Regions from separate parts of the Cricetulus griseus genome. Here region 1 is linked to region 2. Evidence: chromatin contacts called from public Hi-C data. All regions are on one chromosome and are shown on one strand. The core of a region is the stretch at or near the end of the contact, and the rest is flanking DNA. Distances in the headings are between cores, read along the strand shown. Region 1 holds the start of Dync2li1 (cytoplasmic dynein 2 light intermediate chain 1). Region 2 holds the start of Thada (thyroid adenoma-associated protein).

Region 1 (4,375 bases), core at 97-2,596, 150 kb after region 2:
GTGTAGATCTGTTTTAAAGGCTGGATTCTTAACTCACTTCTTACTCTGTACAGCACAGGGCTTTGTGTATGGAAATTGTCTATATAACTTTTATGGGGACTCCAATAAAGAGGGGTGTTGTGGAATATTTTAAGATGTGTTACATTTGTTTATGCTGTGGAACATTTGTTTAATGGTGTGAAGATGTGTTGTATTCTTTTACATTGCATTTGTTTATGAAGTTGCATTGCTTTGCCTGTCTAAAACACCTGATTGGTCTAATAAAAAGCTGAATGGCTAATAGCTAGGCAGGAGAAAGGATAGGCGGGGCTGGCAGGCAGAGAGAATAAACAGAAGGAGAAAAAGTGGGTTGAGGAGCAAGAAGCAAGGAGGAAATCAGGGATCAGCCACCCAGCTGCACAGCCAGCCACTGAGTGCGAAGTAAAGAAAGGTATACAGAAATAGAGAAAGATAAAAATCCCAGAGGCAAGAGGTAGACAAGATAATTTAAGAAAAGCTGGCTAGAAGTAAGCCAAGTTAAGGCCGGGCATTTGTAAGTAATAATAAGCCTCTGTATGTGATTTATTTGGGAGCTGGGTGATGGGCCCCCAAAGAGCTATGAGTTAAGAGTAAAAGAAAAAAAAACTACAGAGGGGTGTCTATAAAGAACCCATAAAATTCAAACAAATATAACTCACCTTCAAAACATAAGTATGTAGGAGAGGCACACACTTCATTATCTTATTAATAAATAATGTACTGCCTCATAAAACGTCAGTCAATCCTTCAGAATGCTGGGGGAAGTGCTCCACGCCTGGTTTTGATTTTTTTTAAAGATTTTATTTATTATGTATACAACATTCTACTTCCATGTATATCTGCACGCCAGAAGAGGGCACCTGATCTCATAATGGATGGTTGTGAGCCACCATGTGGTTGCTGGGAATTGAACTCAGACCTCTGGAAGAGCAGCCAGTGCTCTTAACCTCTAAGCCATCTCTCCAGCCCCGCCTGGTTTTGATTTTAATTGTTGAATTTTTCTTCGAGCAAATTATTAGATAACAGCTCAACATTGTTTCAGCTTCTATTCCCAAATCATGGCAATGAGGAGGGGGTCGGGGAGCTAAGGACGAGACAGCAGAGGCCCCTGGCACACAGTCTGCACTCGGTAGAAATAAAAAAACAAAACAAAACAAAACAAAACAAAACAAAACAAACAAAACCCCAGAAACCTTCAAGTCCTAACCCTTAGAACCCAGATGCAGGAGGACGCTCACCATACCCTCCTTCTGGCAACCTAGAAATTTGAGATGCGAAGTGAAGGCAGAGAACTACATTTCCCATGAGGCCCCTCTTCGACACGAACTCCCCGCCTTGACGTCGCTGCCATGGCAACCGAGGAGCCCGCTTTCTCTGGCCCAAGTAGGACCTCGCAGCCCGCCTGGGGTCAGCCCACGCGGAGCCCAGGACATCTGGGGCTGTACAGCCACCATGCCCAGGTATTGCTCAACCGGCAGGCGGGGCGCTCAGGACGTGGAAAGGGCACGGGAGGATGGGGCGGGGTACCCAGCCCTGGCGCTGTGGGAGACTGGGGGTCTGGACCCCCACATAGGCCTTTGTCCCAAACAAGTAGATGAGTAAGCGGTTAGGAATCATCAACCCCATGCGTTCGAGGACTGCATAGACGGTTCTCGCGTGCCACTTGCCCTTGCAGGCTGCAGGGCTGGCGGTGCTGAACCAGACCGCAAAGCCACCTCCCCAGGGCCCCCTACCTCCTGGTATAGGACTTGGCTACTTGAGATGCGGGAAGTGCAGCACCTCCTTGAAGGCGGAGGGTTGGGGGTGTTGATGGCTTGTGAAATACGTTTGAGCTCTTCCTCTCTACAAGGTCCTTTAAAGTACCTGGACCTCCCAATGGCCTGCAAGGATGTCCGGGGCGGGGGGGGCGGGGGGGCGGCGGGGGGGCGCTAGAGACCGTTCGCCCCCTTCTGGATCAGAGGCGTGAACTGCGCTTGGCTTGATGAAGTTCGGGACTGGAAAAGAGTCAGCTATGCATCGCGTTCTCATTGGTTAACGTAGTGAAGCTATGGGTACAGGGGTTTTGGGTTTTGTTATTTGGGGTTTTTATTTTTATTTTTGTTGTTTGTTTGTTTTGGGGGGGAGGCAGCTGGAAGAACCCTTTCCTTTTACTGGGCACTTGAGAAACATAAACCCATTTTGGAGGGATGCTGTGTAAACAGGGCAAGCAGATGCAGACAGAGTTCCCAGGGGCTGGCCTATGAAATAAAAAAGTTCAGTACGACTTTTCGGGATTTCTATTTTGACTTTGTTTTCCTGCTTTGGCTTTTTTTTTTTTTTCATTCCGGTTTTGTTTGGGAGTCTGGGAATTGAACCCAAAGACTCAATGCACGTTAGGCAGGCACATATATCATTACCCCGGTTTCTGGTGCTTGTCTGGTAATAATTACTTTAAAAGGCCAGCGCCTAAAACTAAATGAACAGGGACATTGTAACAGTTATTACTACGGCCCCAAAAGCAGACATTGGTTTTTTTTGTTTTGTTTTTAAATTGGCATTTCAGAGCCGAAAATGCCGACTTGAGCCTGGCGATTAGCACAGAGGCTTGCATGTATCAGTTGCTCAACGAATATTTGCTTAGGACTGGGAAGATGGCTCAGTGGATAAAGTGCTTGATGTTCAAGCATGAGGTGGTGAAAAGCAAGCGACAGGATAGATGTCTGTAAGCTTGAGACTTTGGGGAGGGATTGAAGAAAGGAGGATCGCTGGAGCTTCCTGGCCAGCTAGTCTACCCAAGAAGGCAAGTAGACATGCATGCGTTCTCTCAGCTCTTGACTGTGGGCATGACTAGCTGCTCCCGCTCCTTGCTGCCTTGAGCTCCCCGCTTGCCATGACTCCTGCAATTGTGAAGCAGAGGTGTTTTATCATAGCGGTGGAATGGAAACTAGGACACTCAGCTTGCCAGTTTCAGTATTCTTCGTGGACCATTTCCAGGTGAAGGGTGCTAGAAAATCCATCAGTGTTCAACCTAGGTTGACTCCCGGGAAATAGTATTTTTATAACTCTTACTGAAACAAAATCTATATGCTGGAAATAACTATTTCTAAGCATTCCTTCTGTTTCTCTGCTTCTTATGCAGTGAAACTCTCTGGGAAATTGCAAAAGCTGAAGTGGAAAAAAGGAAAAGTCACGGAAGTGAAGGAGATGGAGCTGAAATTGGAGAAAAATCTGTTTTCTTCCTTGGCAGTAAAAATGGGGTAATACTTTAGTGTTCTTTACTTATTGAGATAATTTAGCAATCAGTGACAAATTTTACTTGAATACTTTGATAAATTTTACAGATTTTCAACTCTTTAATCGTATGGTCACTCTGAATTAGCAGAAATTAGAAAGGGCTTGGCATAGCTCTAGGAAAAACTATAACCATGAACAAAGTGTTAGGAAGACTCGTAACTAATTTTATTTCACACTTTGAAGTATTCAGATCTTCTGCTTTGATTTTATATAAAGGCCAAGATCCATTAAAATGTCTGAGTCAACACCCTAAATTGGTAAGGCAATATCTCAGCAATATTTACACTGTGGATTCAGTTACTTCACTTTTAGGAATCTCTACGAAGGAATAATTGAGTTGTGTCAGCGATGTTTATCAAACACTTAGTTGTTTTGGAAAATGTGGGGGAGATGAGGTGGTAGCCCCCATTCTTTGTAAGGTCACGTGACCGAGTGTGCTGAAGATGTGGAATGTGGCCACACAGCAAGAACAGATGTATCATGTCCACACACAGAATTCCTGTGCGCAAGGCAGGGCTGCTGGTGACTCTGTCCACAAAAGGTCAAGGCTTGTGAGCTGACGGAAGGATGCTAGAGTCTGTGCAGCATCACTCTCTGTTCTATTTGGAGTTCATGCTTCTATTCATTTTCTATGGTCCATGCTTCCATGTAAGGGCAGTGGAAAACAGGAAGCTTCTAGAAATGAAGTTCTGGACCAGTGAAGCTATGTGTTGTGTGGGAAGCCTGAGTACCTCATGTTTCAATATCTGCTCAAAGATAGCCCCAGAATACTACATATCTTCATTTAGGTTTTTTAATCTCCATTATTATTAAAAATCATATTTATTGACACAAATAATTATATAAGAAGAAAAAAGTTGGGGCTGGAGAGATGGCTCAACAGTTTAGAGCACTGGCTGTTCTTCCAGAGGACCTGGGTTTGAGTCCCATCACCCAATGGCAACTCACAAGTGGCTGTTACTCCAGTCCCAAGCTCTCTTCTGGCCTCCTCAGACACCAGGCTTGCACACTGTACACAGACCTACACATAGGCAGAATTCTCATACACATAAAAATAAATAGAAATAAAATAAAGTTTAAAAGA
Region 2 (4,088 bases), core at 1,093-3,592:
AGCTCACTACCCTCTATAACTACAGTTCCTGGAAATCTGATGCCCTCTTATGACCTATGTGGGCTTCGGGCACATATATACATGGGGCACATACATACATACATACATAGGAGAACTCAGTCTAAAGACAAATAATATTTAACAAAACTATTTATCCAAAACTAAATGCTGGGGGTGGGGGAGGAAACCATGGAAAACTTAAACAAAAAGAATTTCAACATTATATTATTCTATAGGGTCCTAGAGATTCAATGATTCTGCTTTGCAAACTTACAAATTTTTTCACTAAACAAGCAAAACTTAAAAGTCACGTACATCTCAAAGTTTCCAGGTCCTGATGGCAGACAGTCACTGCAGCAACCTGCACTTCTCTTTTCTTCTTCACGCCCATTTTAGACAGGAGAAACAGCAGTCTCTGTAAGAAAGAAGAGCTTAAGACACTGGTCCAGTGGAGGGTTTCTCCTGTGACACTGACATCTGGGGCCATATGACTTTGTTGAGGATGCTGTCCTGTGCAGTATAGGATACTTGAAGCTTCCCCAGACTCTACCCCATTAGATGTCAGGAGCATCTTACTACCAACGTGTTAAAGACAACCAACAGGTGTCTCCCAACAGTGCCACTGTTAGAAGGCACAACTGCCCCAGGCTGAGACCCACTGAACTGAGGATATCTGGTTTACAAAAGAAAACCTGTAGGCTTTTTGTTTGTCTAGCATTTTTGCTGCTATTGTTTGAAATGGGGTCTTGCTATACAGTCCGTAAAATAGCTGCCACTTTGATGGAGAGATTTCCTTTGTCCTACTGAAGGATTAGAAAGTCAATAAAGCATCAAGGAGACGGGGTCCAATAAAGTCAAAGGAGACCTCTGTAGTCCAATGAGAAATGGGCTACCTTCAAACAGACTCTCCTTGACAGAACCTCACTCAATAAATCACCTACACGCCTGACTGACCTAACTGCCCCCCCCCCCCCCCCGCCTCTGAAAATTCTTGTCAATCATCAAAAAATTGTTTTAAAAACAAAGTCTAAGAAGGCACTTGCTTATAAACTTCTCAAGGGTTTCTGATAGTGCTAAATGTAATTTATTAATTATTAATATTCATATCTGGGTATTGGAATTCAAGGTATTCATTTCAAACCAATCTACTCTGCTACCTTAAGAGCTCTCACTGTCCCCGATGCTCTTATTATGAGATTTCCAGATCTACCTGTTAACATCCTGTCCTACACAAATGGCAAGAACTATTTCTAATTATCCAAGTTTGTGACTGAATGCCACCCAAGACCTTTATGTAACTTTACCTAAGATGCCATCACTCTGATACACACACCACTTCCATTATTTCTTTTGCAGCATGAATTACTACCTAACATTACACTCACTTGCAAACCTGTATATTGTTTTCCCTAGTAGTAAATAACATGAAGGTGGCAATTTTAATGACGTGTCTGGTGTTTTAATTCCCAACTCCTTCGCCATTCAGGCATGTAGATGCTTTTATTAACATTTGCTGGACAAGACCAAGGAATTAACTTTTCCTGGAGACATTCTAGAAGGGACAAATGGAAGAAGGGCGGACCACCTGGTACCTAAAGTGTGTGCAACAGCTAAGGTCCGGGCTGTCACTGATACTAACGAATCCACAGTCCTTTTGGACAAGTCACTACAGCAAAGGCAAGTGAGCAGCCCACCAAAAGGTTAAGAATGGACTCAGCTACAAAGACAACAGGGGACGAATTTGTAGGTTAGGTTTAGGGAATAATTTCCTAAACGAGCAGCCAGCGTACAAAGTGAGAAGAAGGTGGTACTGAGGAAGGAGACTGCGGGGACGATTCTGGTAAATGGCAAGTTTGCAAAAAAAAACAGATTCGGAGATTCTGCGTGTGTTCCTGGTGAAGTGTGCTTCCCCAGGGCGGAGAACCCGCCCCCGCCCCGTCCAACCTGGTGACTTTCTGCTCGTGGGTACCACTGACTGCCTCCCTCCCATCCACATCTTTCCCATGCCCACGTGGGGTCCGAAGAATGACAGCATGACTGACAGACGAAAAAGTGGTTAAAGGGCCGTCTCCATGGAGACCTAAGCCACCAAAGCCACCGGGCTGGCACCCTCGGGAGGCCCTGAGAGCCGGCCCGGCCGCGATGAGAAGAGTCGGTCCCACGCGCCCGCGCGCCCGGCAGGCGGCACGCCCTCGAGCCAAACCTCGTGCCCGGGGACGTCTGCAAAGAGTCACCGCCTCTCAACGAGCCCCGGAAGCCCGTCTAGTCTACGGCGTCCCGGCGGCGCGTGGAACGTGGTTCGCAATCCACAGCCGGTGCGGCAGCAGCGATACAAGCAAGCAAACCGGGAGCTGGCAAGGAAATATCGCGAGCGGCAGCTCCTCCAATAAGAAGCGCGGGAGGGTCGTGACGTCATCAGAGAGGGCGTCTGCGACTGGGTTTGGACAGGCCGCGGCGTCAGAGTTGTGCATCCGTGGGCTTGTGATCCGTGCTGATGCACTCTACCCATGCTTTACCTTTTTCCAGGTGGCAGGGCTGCAGCCTGCACACCCCTAGATGTCAGGCCACCATTTCTGTCTCAACCCAGACTTCCTTTTTAAAGATTTATTTATGTGCTCTGCCTGCATGTATGCCTGCAAGCCAGAAGAAGTCAACGGATCTCATCTTGGTTGTGAGCCACCATGCGAATGCTGGGAATTGGACTCAGAACCTCTGGAAGAGCTGCCAGTGCTCTTAACCTCTGGGCCATCTCGGTGGATCTCATCTTGGTTGGGAGCCACCATGCGGATGCTGGGAATTGAACTCAGGACCTCTGGAAGAGCAGCCAGTGCTCTTAACCTCTGAGCCATCTCTCCAGCCCCCAACCCAGACTTTCTTTTTTTCATATTCATTTATTTATTATGTGTTCTGCCTGCTCGCCAGAAGAGGTCAACAGATCCCATTACAGATGGTTGTGAGCCACCACCAACCATGTGGGTGCTGGGAATTGAACTCAGGACCTCTGGAAGAGCAAGCATTCAGTGCTCTTAACCTCTGAACCATGTCTCCAGGCCCCCAACCCAGACTTTCTACACTCACTGTGCCCAGAAACAGGGTAAAAACTACCCACAGGCTCGGTTGAGCCTGGGAGTGAAGTGAAGCCACCAACAACAACTTGAACTCCACCATCTGGGCCTTGAAAGCTGCCTTAGAGGGTGGATCTTTTTACACAGCTCTCAGTCCAGTCCTTAAAAATGAGTAAGAACTGGAGACCTATGATGGCAGCAGTAGCTGGGGCAAGGGACAAGACTGGAGAACGAACAAGATACTACATCTTGAGGTGCATTCGTTGGGGAAAACAGTGAAAAATGGGTTCATCGAGTGGATGCTTTACGCCTTTAATTTTTTTTCTCGATTTTATATTACTGTGCTTTGTATTTCTTTGTTGTTTTGCCACGTGTATCACTAAACAATAGCTTGTCATGTTTGGTTTTGTGTATATTATCCACCGATTCACACCTTTTTGCTTTGCTTTTCAGGTCACTCACCTAAAAAATGGGTGGTGGTAAATTCTTTGGTTGATTGTTAATATGTCATTCTCTACTGTACTACATGTAGGGAAAAGGAGCCAGCCAAAGAAAAACACCCTGAACAGAGCCAAAGAAACACACTTTGGCCCTGCAACCAGAACCAAAGAAATGTACCCTGGCCTTGAAACCAGTGTCAAAGAAACACACTTTGTCCCTGGAATCAGAGCCAGTGAAAGAGAAATTTAGAGCCAAAAGGCTAAAAAGGACCAGTGAAAGAAACACACTTTGGCCCTGAAACCAGAGACAAATCTGACCCTAAACCTGTGCAGAAAACTAACCAATCCCTGAGCACAAGATCTAGCCAGTCTGAGCTCAGGGATTGAAATGTGACCAATCTCCACCCTGGAAAAACTCTGCCCCCCCCCCCAAGAATCCCTATATAAATCCTGTGCCTGTTCAGCTTGTGGCCGTCTGGCTGCTTCCTTCCACCCTGATAGAGGCAGCCACTCTCCTGGATCTCCCCCCGGCCCCAATAAATCTCTTGAATGAGGTATGAGGTTTGGGTGGAATCTTCCTTCG

The links. A called contact is a pair of places that touch in the nucleus more often than the background predicts.
Region 1: a contact with region 2 is called in a Hi-C map of the CHO-K1 cell line, with 4 times the contacts expected there. The contact joins the promoter of Dync2li1 here to the promoter of Thada in region 2. A contact is called at or near these places in 4 of 8 Hi-C or Micro-C datasets (the CHL-YN cell line, the CHO-K1 cell line and fibroblasts).

Annotation. Positions count from the first base shown.
Region 1 is chr5:86,254,197-86,258,571 of CriGri-PICRH-1.0, forward strand. Dync2li1 (cytoplasmic dynein 2 light intermediate chain 1) reads left to right here and starts at 1,347. Exons shown (of 12, transcript XM_027417939.2): 1 at 1,347-1,478. The coding sequence starts at 1,368. It overlaps LOC118238865 (a long non-coding RNA gene), which reads right to left and starts at 1,900. Exons shown (of 3, transcript XR_004770189.1): 1 at 1,752-1,900.
Region 2 is chr5:86,106,653-86,110,740 of CriGri-PICRH-1.0, forward strand. It overlaps Thada (thyroid adenoma-associated protein), which reads right to left and starts at 2,343. Exons shown (of 38, transcript XM_027417930.2): 1 at 2,204-2,343; 2 at 316-415. The coding sequence starts at 391.